2 separate regions of the Anas platyrhynchos genome follow, and region 2 is linked to region 1. Evidence: chromatin contacts called from public Hi-C data. All regions are on one chromosome and are shown on one strand. Each heading gives the region's core, a stretch centred on a gene start, on an enhancer-like site or on the middle of the called end of the contact. The rest is flanking DNA. Distances are from core to core; before and after follow the strand shown.

Region 1 (5,950 bases), core at 2,314-4,813:
CCATGGCAGCTTCCTCAAGAACAGGAGCGTGTTAGGGACTGTTGTTCGGGCATGAACAAATGAGCCATGCAGACGGTCTTTCATCATCCGGTAACAGTTGGCATTGCTGGGAGGTCAGCCCGACTCCATTGTTGTTACAGCAATTTGCATTTTATTTTCCATAATGCTTTCTAATTTCACTTTTTCAATTATTACTTTCAGGCAATTGCTTTAATTATCTGTTACTCCGCAAGGAACGACATTTTCCTCTGGCGGAGAGAGGGGCTGGATCAGACCGCATTAATGCTGATGAGCCTCTCCGCAGGCAGAAGCGGTGCTGGCTGACTTGCCAGCCCTGGCAGCCCAAGTGGGGCGGCCGATAGCCAGCGCCCACAGCCACTGCTGACAGATTGGCCCACTCGCCACAGCTCCATGACAAGCTGCAGTGGATTACCAGGCACGTATTAAACATTTAAATACGTGTGCTACCCTCTTTGAATTTCAGATTCACCAGAGCAAATGGCATCGCCGAAGACCACGGCAAAATACATCCGGCTGCAAAGCCAGAACAAGCCGCTTTCCCTAATCCAATGCTGTGTTAATGCAGAGCTCAGCAATGATGGATGGACTCATTAGTGCGGCAGTTATCGCCATCTGAACCAGGTGCCAAGACATATGGTTTAACAGATGTTCAAGCAAAAAGCTCTATTCTCTGCGCTGTGCGAGTGTCCAGTTAAACTGGACATCGATAAGACACTGAAAATCACATTGGGCTTATGGGAGCCACAATTGTTCCCAACGCAGGAAGCAGTTAAACACAGCCTGATTATGCAAAAAACCCTATTGCTCTGATATCCCAATCAGATCCACAGAACAAATGCTGGACAATATGTACACTGCTTTCTGGAGTCTTTGTGTACCAAAATGCCATTTATTCTATTCAGGCAATCCTGTTTCTGCACTGTCTCAGTAGAGAAATGAAGCTTTAAGCTTAAGCTTAAACCATGGAAGCTTTCTTCACACACTAGAGAAATAAAATGGGCAAGAAGCCCCCCCAGCCCAATCTCTGCATTTTAATATTTAGATTGTTCTCCAGCATAGCAGGTAGAAATGCCAGGTTACCATCACGGGTGTGGGGAGACATCACACAACCCAAAGGACTCAGTGCATACAGCGGCACCAACCTAAAGTTGTTAGTGTGTGACATACTACAGTGGAAATTTTAAGAGGAAAAAATATTGGGAAAGAAGCCTGCAGCACTACATTCAGGTGGTGATGGTAGGTGAAAAGATAATACACACCAAGAACGAATGCATTTCAAAAAGAAAATCAATGTTCACTTTAAACAAAACCTAAGGACTTTGAAATTCTTTCAGAATTTGCCAATAATTGTAGGCCATGAGGAAAATGCTTCAGCTTGCAACCGTAATAGAATGGATACTATATCATGTTGAAAAAATGGGAAAAAAAAAAAAGAAAAAGTGCTGCATTGCTATCCTGCTCCCACACCTAATATGCAGTCGCAAAAGGTATGTTTCAAATCATCCTGTTCAACCTGTTAAATCTCTTTATCTGTGCAAATATTTGTTTTATATTAATGCAGCTGCAACTTTTAACGACTTCTGTTATCTTTACTGCTTATCTTTCAATGCCAGAGCTCTGACTGTCCCAGACCTTGGTCCAGTGGGGCTGCAAAATGCAGGGCTGGGAGGTGAAGGAGTATGGAAAGGGACAGGAGACAAGATACAATCTAAAAACAAATAAACAAGCAAAATCTACGCTAATGAATGTCAGGAGAAGTTCAATTCAATATTAATTCATTTTTGTCTGAATTTTTTACAGAGGTGCATTTGTAGAAAATGGAGTTGATGAAGACTTGTTACAGGAATAAACACTCAAAAACAGTGTATTGAAACGCTGTGCCTATTTTCATCTATCTTCAGCCACACAAAGGTACGTGCACTTAATTTATACATACACACAGAAACAAAAATAACAGTGGAAATGTGCACGCACACAGATCATCTGTGTATTATCAGGGTTTTATCTCCACTAACTGGAAAATTATAGTCAGGTCACTACAACGTGACACCCCACTGAGATCCACTTTTAACTTCAGCTCTGGTTGTTACAACACTTTACTCTTCCCTGCTTCTGACCAAATATCCCCATCTTTTTCCATCTGCTGGCACTTTTTACATAGTTAGGTAATTCAGATGTGAATCAAGCTAAAAGCAAACAAAACAAAACACACACACACTGCCCTTAAAAAAACAAACAAACAAACAAACAAACAAAATAAAATAAAATAAAATAAAATAATCCCCTCATCCCTAATAGCAAAAACAACAAAAATCCTTTTCAGCCAGATCAGTTTCCTGAACTGACCTACAAGAAAGGTGCAAAAGCTCCAGTGTTAGATCACACAAGGGATGGGGAGGGAGTAGCTGAGATTGCTGCAACTCATATTATGAGCTTATATGAGATTATAGCTGAAGCAGCTAGGGGACTGCACCCAGAGACAGCACAACTCTGAAAACAAAGCAGGGTGGCTGCTTCCCCCTGCTGCTGAATTTACCTCAGGCCCTCTGTGTAGAGGGCTGGGAAAGCCAGAGAGCAGTGGTAGATTCTGTAATGAAATCTGTACCTGCACAACTCTATTGCTTCAATGCAAGCAAACAGGATCTTAGATCATTTCAGATATAAGAAGTCCTAGTGTCCCAGACTGGACCTTGGATCTTTACTTATGAAAGACTGTGTTAATAGCAACTTGTACGCTACTTTTTCTTCTCTCTTCCCTCCTCCTGCTCCCTGCCCCCAAGGAAATATCTTTTCTCTTTCAACAGGGACATGACCAAAAGCTATTTTCTCTAACACGGTGTACTTGAAAAGTGTCTTTTTTTTTTTCATTGGTCTTTATTTTTTCTTTTTTCCTCATTGGCCTTTGTTGTTATGAGAAAAATACATTCCTAGAATGTTTCAGCTCAGGGCTCTCAAAAACAATTACTTAGGCATTTGATTTGATCTTCTGGCTCTTCCTTCCCAGGTATCCAGGCTTTATGAATCTCTGGTTTGGTCAAAGGCTAAAGTGAACCTCTTCCAAGTCACACACTTCAGAGTCTCATGAGGCCTCATATACATCCACCCTATGTTTTAAGGAAAAGGAGTCAATTTACTATTAGCTGAGCAAAACAGCAGGAACTTGCCATGTTCAGAGGTGGGAAAGCGGAAGGTTTGCGTTTACACCTGGAAAGTAGGATGGAGGGTTGGAACAATGAGGGAGGGAAAAAAAAAATTACAGTTCACCTTTAAATTGGTGAAAATATTGCATTATTTAAGAGAAAATAAGAAGGGGAATGCAAGTCCCAGCATATGATTTTAGTAGCAAGGTATCTTTAAGAATATCAAAGCACTTCATAAGCACAAGTGTAGTTATTCCAACGTCAAAGACATCTGCACCATCAGGAAGCACCATATCTGTGATTCACACACAAAAAAAACACCCACAAAGTACATGAAGGGACAAAACATATGTTTTCTGAGTTGTCTGTCTGTTAACTGGGCTTCTCAAGGGCCTGAAAGTAAGCACGGATAATCTGTCAGAGTTATCTGACTCACAGGACCGAGTGATAGGGAAGATTTCCAGCTGGCTGGCTGTCAGCCCTTTCTGACCAATTATCTACTGAAGGTGGTGCTTTACATTTTTTCTTGTATGCACTTCTTGTTATAGTCCTGTCTTTGGTATAGCATGCCAGCTTAATTTCAGTTTGTGTCCTTTACATGCTCTCTTTGGCAAGTCTCTGAAATCAAACTCCTCTTCCTTAATGAATGTGTTTTATACATGCTCAGTTTACTACTCAAAGACATGGAGTACAAATCCTTCCTACTGATAAGATACCTTTTTGATAAATGCAGTGCAGTTGTTGTTTGATGCTTGCCCCCTTTTTAAATGTTGCAGACATATGTCTGGCAATACATTTTGCATGTTAGATTTTCCTAATCAAATGCTCCTATTAATTTTATTTATTTATTTATTTATTTATTTATTTTTACATTTGAAGCTTATCACATGTCTATATGCAACTGTTACTGAAGGTTTGCCAGCCCAACTCTCTAATAAGAGAAAAAAATAAAAAACACTGAAGGAACTGATTATAATTAATTTCAGAAGTATATTTGAAAAAAAAATATTAAAGTAATTCTATCTGATTATAGTCCATTTCAAAGAAATTTTGCAAAAAACTATTTACTTTAAAGTTCTGAAAACATACAGAAATGTATGACAACTGTGTTACATGTATGTTTTACTAGACACCAAATACCAATTATATGCAGTTAACGGTAAAAAATTTTGACACAAACAGAGGAACTTTTTTGCAAGCAGCAGGACCAAAATGCGTTAAAGAACAACCTTCCTCTATTGGCCATAAAAATTGTCCTAATTTTTCATTCAAGGCTTTTAAACATTACAGAACTGATTACAAGTTTCTCCATTACAACTTTCTCCAACATAAAATTTATTTAAACTGTTTACATGCAGAAGAAAAAAAATGAATTTAAATACTCCCCCTCCAGAAAGCATTTTTTTGTCCTCTAGCCAAATAGACTTGGATGAGTTGGCCTTACCTGGAGCCATAACTTGTTATTCACTGCATCTCTCCCCGTAGCAATGCATTGAAATGTAGCATTCTGTCCTGCATTGACCTCTACATCCCCCAGCCTCAAGAAATGTGGAGATTTATCTGCAGAGGTGGAAAACACAAATTACAAATAGCACTTATTGCTAAAAAAAGGTACCAGCAACATTATTGTCTCCCCAAAGACGCATATTATAACAACCTTTGGCTGAAAAACAGCAACAGAAGAAAGAAAATGATTTGTTTCATCTCTGTTCAAGAAGAAAGAGTGCTTTTAGTCCTTTCCCTTCTCCTCTGGTGATCCTACTACTTTATTTAATGCATGAGTTATATTATAGTCTTTTAAAAATCAAAGCCAAGAAAAGGAGATCAAATGCCAGAATGTCAGTAGCACATTACAAAAATTATCCCAAAGAATTTCAATTGTATAAAATCCGTCATACTGAGAAAAAGCCAATTAGAAGGATATTGCTCAAGTAAAAACATAGATATTGCTCAGATTATTTGCAATGTAACTGCATTCTTTTACTAAATGAAATCAGTTTCTGCTGTTGAACATAATATTTCAGTAGCTGATAAATTTATTTCCCACACTGGCAAAACCCCTAGGAAAGCTCTGTGGCACGACCACCTGAAGGATTTATTAGACATACGAAGCTGACAGACACATTTGAGGAATGGTTATATTACACAGCTCTCACCCATTCCTTTCTCAAGGGCCACCAACTAAAACAGCGGCTGAGTTGTTATTTCTTTGTGCTTAGAGTAAAATAAACAAAACAAAACAAACAAAACAAAAACAAAAACAAAAAAGTGGAAGGAAAAAGGTTGAAAGATCAGCACAGAAAAGCTTATCTGAATACTGTGTCATGCTGATAATCTGCTGTCCTGACCATGCCCAAGTACCTTATCTAGTAATAATGAAAATGAGGGGGAAAAGACCAAGCCAGATATTGAAGACAAGGAGAGTTTTGCTGAATCTGATCAACTATCAGATCAGATCGTTGGGGTGGCTAAAATATAAAGAAGTAACCCAAATACCCCTTTAAGCTTGGTAGCCCATGAGAGCTGTGGTCTTAATAGATTTGGGGTAGAAGAAAAGAAGGTGCAAGGTTGCCACTGAAGCTTTATCGTTTACCATCTTCTCACAAATCTAGAGAAGGAAGTTTGTTGTGGTGTTATCTTTCAGAAAGCAATTAAATTATCAGTCATGAGGCACACTACAATGAAATTACATTTGAGAAAGAAGATTTCTAGGGAAGATCAGAAGAGTGGAAAAGAACGAAATGAACAGCAACACACACACACCACACAAATGTCATAGCAAGTGTCAG
Region 2 (5,725 bases), core at 2,535-5,034, 150 kb before region 1:
CATTAAAAAGCTACTTTGCTTGGGGGGATGAACCTCTTACCTTTTGTAGCTATTCGAACACACTGAGTTTTGGTTTCCTGTTGAGAAGGGAAAATTAAAGAAAATAGTCAGAGCAGGTTCCTTTTTCTTGCCCTCCCCACTCCATAAATTAGCCCTAGATCTGTGAGCAGCTCAGGGACATTGAACCAGGTGGCTCAGGGCTTTGGGCTTAGCAGGGGAGAAGGCTGAGTCATTTTGCCTTTACAGAAGCAGCAAGCCGGATGATACCTGCCTAGGCACTGATCTGTGCTATCCATGAAAATAATGGGGAGAAAAGGTGCAGGACAGCCCGGATGTAGCAAAATTACAGATAAGTTAAATCAAATGGAAATTATGCCATAAAAATCCAGAGTATGCAGTGGAAGAAAAGTGGGGAATTGGTGGTCATATTTATTTCAGGGCACAGAAACTGTGAGCCATGTAGCAAAAAAGAGAAGGTACATTTGTTCAGCACTGTGCACAAACTGAATTGTTTTGTTGCATCCGGACAGTCTCAGAGTCACACGGAGCACACTGGCAACCCTCTCCTTCATGCTTCTGAGGATGGAATGAGCACAGAAGGAGCCCAGCTATCCCTTCACATAAAACATACTTGATCTACAACCTATATAGTCTGCCCAGGAAAGAAAGTGATTTGACAGGGATGTGCTTTCCAAAGACCTTGCATATGCAAAGACAATTTTTATGTATTCTGATGTTTTTGTTTGTTTTTTTTTTTTCCCTTCAGCAATTCGGTTCGGTCAGCAATTGAAACAAGTGAACAGAAAAATGACTTAGTTATGCACACTCTGTACAACTTGAACAAACGAGGGTCAGTCATAAATGTATTTTCTGACCTTTTCGTAAAACGCAGTTATTTTAAAGGCAAACACTGAAATGGCATAAGGGTGCATGAGAGGATGCAGCTGCTACTATATTAGATCATCCTAAACAATACTATTGTGTAACTAGAGAATATAATAATGAAGCTTCATTCTATGAAATATACTCCATCTAGTCCTGCTACCCGCTGCACTGCCATCCCAATGAATCCCTGCAGCTCTCTCTCCTGTTGATGATCCCTGAGCAACTTTTGCAAACACAATACTTAAAGAATGAGTGAAGTAGTGAGTGAGGGTTACCGTAAGTGCTCCGTAAAGACAGTTTTGCAATGTAAACAAACATGCATGAAGTTTATCCATATAATCTTACCTAACTGGCACTCTCCCCACTTATTAGATTTACTAGTCCACTTTTGTTCAAAATGTCTGAATATCACAGTGTAACTCTCATCCCAACCCTACAGTTTATTTCAGAACATACTTTACTTCCCCATGACTATTTTGGTTTACCCTGTGGTTTACAGTAAAGCACCTGTTTAAATATTCTGTAGCTCAGAGATTATCTTTCAACCACTAGATCTATGTCCTGGCAGAATGTGGTGCAACCCCAGCTCCCAGAACCTCCCTCAAATCCCTGTAGGAACAGAAATACGATCCAAAGTTTTAAGTCATACCAGAGAAAACCACTTTAGTATCAAACTCTTTCACAAACTGAATTTACTTCATTTACTTATCTGTCAAAATGTAAAAGCCAAAATAAAGACCTATTTATGTATGCATGTATTTATTTATTTTAACTTCTTCCTTGCATTTATTTCTTGGGGAATTAAATGAATTTCCTTACAATTTAGTCTGCTGGAAGCCAACAACAGGAAAGGGAATTACATATAGAAAGTATGGGAAATATGGAAGAGTAACTAGCAGTTGCTTTTCATTTTTTGCATTGTTTACTTCACATGGGTCTACAGATAAAATCTAGAGAGATGGAACGGTCTCTTCCATCATAAAAAGCCTCCAGTTTTCAAACAGCTCTAGTAAATAAATTCATTAGTTCCTGCTTTTTCCTCATTTTGACTTGATGTACATGCAGTTTTCATAACCATAAGTGGGTGAGATTTTCTTCAAAAGACTCCAAGGCAAAGCCCTTTGTTAGCTGTGGTTTGCTTAGCCACAGCGGAGACCCCAAGGGAGACATGGCTTCTGCTCTTTTCCAATGATCCTGGTGAGCATCAGCTGCTATCAATCTCGCTGTCTATCAGGCAGCTCTTTTCTGGCTTCCCTGACATTTCACATGGAGAGCCTTATAGTCACATTACAGTAATTTCCTTCTGTTTCCTAAACTATATATTGAAAAAATATATTTTTTTAATTATCTGAAGCTTCTGTACCTAGCACCTTTTTCACCTTCACCGACTTTCATTTGCTAGAGAGAAACCATTCGAGAACAACAGCATGGGGCTCGCAGAGCCATGGCGTTATTCCCACCTGGAGTCCACTGCGGTGTTTAACTTCCTGCAGCTTTTTTCCCTTTCTTATGCATGCAGAGCCAGCCACAATACTCAGCAACAGAGTTAAAAACAGAACACCAGGGAGGTAATGAAGGCGAGCGACAGCCAAACTTTGAATACTGCACAGCTGTAGAGCAATCCTGAAGCAGACCTTTCCATAAAGGCTCTTGGAAACACACTGTGGGCCTGGAGTTAGTCTTGCTCTAGCAAATTTTTTATTTTTTATTTGATGTTCAGCATGAGACTCTCCAAAAGTTTATAACATTTCATTTGCCCACTGAGCTGCCTACTTTCTGTTTATCCTGCAGTAACAAGTGTGCAATTCCTGAGATCTGGGGAAAGAGCGCTGGATGCTATTTACCAAGGAGGCAGAGTCGCAGCAGTGAGATTACTACATTCAGACGATTACTAAGAGAGGTATTAAACACTCATCTAGTAACAGTTACTATGATACAAGGGTGGTGTGAAATGCAAATGGCAGGCTGCCATGCTGTCACGGTACAGAAGCCAATGCAAGGATTACAATGGTGCTACTGCCAACACCCCCAACTTTGGCAGCCCTCCTTGTCACCACAGGCATGCCTTTGGCTCCTTCCAGCAGAAAGGTCTGGCTGGCACTCACCTTCTCAACGCTGCTCATGGCCTGGAAATAGATGTTGTAGCCTTTCCGAGGAGCCAGAGGGGGGTTCCAGAAGCCCTGGTAGGTTCTGTTGTCACCCACGGTGAAAGGGGCTGGCTCCGGCAGGTTCCCAGGGGGCAGCTCGGCAGCAAAGTAGTATGGGGATCCTCCACTGAGAGCTGTCTGGTAGGTGACGGGGATTTGGTAGCACTCCATAGCACCCGTTTCTCGCTTCGTGCGGTGTGGGTGCAGCTCCTCAACAACGATCTGGTAGGCACTGGCAAAACAGAGGAAAAAACACTTATCTTTAAAGGGACCTGCTATGGCCAAATCTCTAGTCTCATAAAAGTATTAATCTGACTGCTTTGTGTGAAGTCTGAAAAAAAACCGAAACAAACAACAGACAGTGAAGGCATGGATGCAGAGAAAGCACAAATGTTTCATATATATGTATATATATATTCACAAATGTAGCAAAGCTATGTAATTTAGTCATTGAAAAGAAGCAGCATTTTTTTTTTTTCAGGAATAGCAACAATCCAAGTATATACATATTATCTCCTAACAATGATTTTGCTTTTAGAACAGCAACAGCAACAAAATAACCGGGAATGAATCTGACTTTAAACTACAATAGATTAAACTCTTTGTCTGATAATCGGAAACATCTGAAGTTAGCGTTTTCCTTTGAAATAATACTACAGAAAGCTCAGCTTCAAGGCCCAACATAATGACTGCCTCCAGGCTGTGCTTGAAGCACCAATTTGCAGTTGTCATATCATTAGAGACAGAATGTGCTGACAGGCTTCTCCACCTCTTGACCTTGCTGTGGCTTCTATCTTGGCTCAGAGCTATGCAGATCTAAAGTACAAGTGACATGCTGTAATACAAGCACAGATGGACAGAAATCTGTCCATTCCACCAAAATAGACTGCCTCATTCCTCTACAGTTGTCAATGATAAAATGTTACAAATTGCTGAAACAGATGGCATTCGGCCTATTAAATTGCCATCCCAACCCCCCAACACCTATCTTGAAATGGTCTGTGGCTTGGTCACTTCTCAGAATCACCTTCTCTAAATAGAACAGGTAATTATCATTCTTCTTTCTCCTTCAGGGGAACTACATAACTGCAGTATGCTACAAACTCATTACCAGTTCTCCCTGTAGAAGTACAGAACTTAGCTACTGAGTACAGGAGACAATTCTTGCATTTATAAGATAAGAATGAAAAAAAAATAAAAATAAATAAAATAAAAAACAAACAGCTTTTTGGTTTCTAAAAACTGTATGTGCTTTTATATATGTATGTATACACACATGCATTAGATATATATATTCACATACACAGATTTCCTCATCTACTTGCAGATACATGAAAGGATAGATGCAGGGCCTTATAAAAACCATCACCTTGTTATCAAGATTAGTAGGAAAATATGCCTACGCATGTAGACAAGACCTGAAGCAATTCAATTAAGTGGGCAGAATTTTCTGCTTTGGTTTTGTTTTAAAGCTTTCCAAACATAAAAAGTAAAATCAAGCAGAGTTCTGGAAACATCACTGCATTGCTGCAGGGACTCCAAAAGGAAAGACAAAGACAATCCTCCTTTTTTTTTTAGAACTTATGGGGCAACATTAAATTATTTTGTCAATTTTCTCTGCTACTACTGCCCAGAAAACCTAATAACTGTAGTGGCAGAGATGAAGTGTGATACTGGGGAATGGAAGAAATGAGAGAAGAAAAAATAAGAAACTAGTTTCACTTCTTTCTCAAGCTGAAACAAGTTACCATTCCCTTTTTCTAGCACCTAAAAAATTAAGGAGGAAAGTTTCTACTCTTTCAGAGTGTCCAAGAGGAATATACAAAGTCACCTCATTCTGAAACTCCAGGAGAAATGAAGAATGTAAATGAAAAAATAATGAGTTATATTTCCAGGGATCTCTTGTTTCTCATAAACTGTCTGTGAACTGAGTTTGGCTATAAATCTTCTGTGGTAACCTCTGTGTATTAACCATGCCCAGTTAATACAGCCTGCAACAACAAATCACTTCCACATGACCCCTGCATAACCAAAATCTTTCTTTGTGCTTCCAAATTAATGTAATAGCAAAAAACAAAAAACAAAAAACAAACAAACAAAAAAAACTTGACAGCATGTAAATTAGTAAAAACCATTTTTGATTATCTTGTCCCAAGGGAAGAAATTTCTGCTGGTGTTTATTTCCTCTTGAGCCTGGCCCTGAAGCCAGGCTGGGTTAAAATCACAGCTCCTCAACTGGGCACCCAACCGAGTGTACTGGGAACACATACACTGCCTCTCTGCTCTGTGCATTCGGCAGTCCTGCTCTTGGGAGCTGCCAAAGGACTGGGACCGACACAAATTCTGCTGTCTGAAGTGCCAGGAGAGCAGGAAACTTGTCATCACAGTATCCTGCCAACTCAGGAGCACAAAGCCAGCAGAGAAAGCAGAAGGACGGGGCAACGTTTGCATGTGACATCAGCAACCGTCCCCTGGAATATCCTGGTTGCCATTCAGCTCAGAAGTTGACATCTACCACAGTTTCTAAATTAAACCCACTTCCCTTCCATTGTATAGAATAAGGGAATAAGTGATCTCTCTCTCTCTCTCTCTCTCTTTTTTTTTTTTCCTCCTAAGTTATGTATCTTTTTTTCAAGACAAGTCTCTTTGGAGACTGAAACAAACCAAAAATAAAAGATGAAGAGTATGAGAAG

What was found. A called contact is a pair of places that touch in the nucleus more often than the background predicts.
Region 2: a contact with region 1 is called in a Hi-C map of liver, with 4 times the contacts expected there. The contact joins two enhancer-like sites. A contact is called at or near these places in 3 of 8 Hi-C or Micro-C datasets (liver, skeletal muscle and subcutaneous adipose tissue).

What each region holds. Positions count from the first base shown.
Region 1 is chr3:64,574,739-64,580,688 of IASCAAS_PekinDuck_T2T, reverse strand. PTPRK (protein tyrosine phosphatase receptor type K) reads right to left here. Exons shown (of 31, transcript XM_072036028.1): 5 at 4,606-4,721. Among named protein-coding and RNA genes, the nearest start is that of PTPRK, 190 kb to the right of the region's middle. Within about 2 kb of position 3,563, at least 1 of the 8 cell types and tissues checked has an H3K27ac peak or open chromatin away from gene starts, as enhancers often do.
Region 2 is chr3:64,721,225-64,726,949 of IASCAAS_PekinDuck_T2T, reverse strand. It overlaps PTPRK (protein tyrosine phosphatase receptor type K), which reads right to left. Exons shown (of 31, transcript XM_072036028.1): 12 at 2,991-3,264; 13 at 41-77. Among named protein-coding and RNA genes, the nearest start is that of THEMIS, 94 kb to the left of the region's middle. Within about 2 kb of position 3,784, at least 1 of the 8 cell types and tissues checked has an H3K27ac peak or open chromatin away from gene starts, as enhancers often do.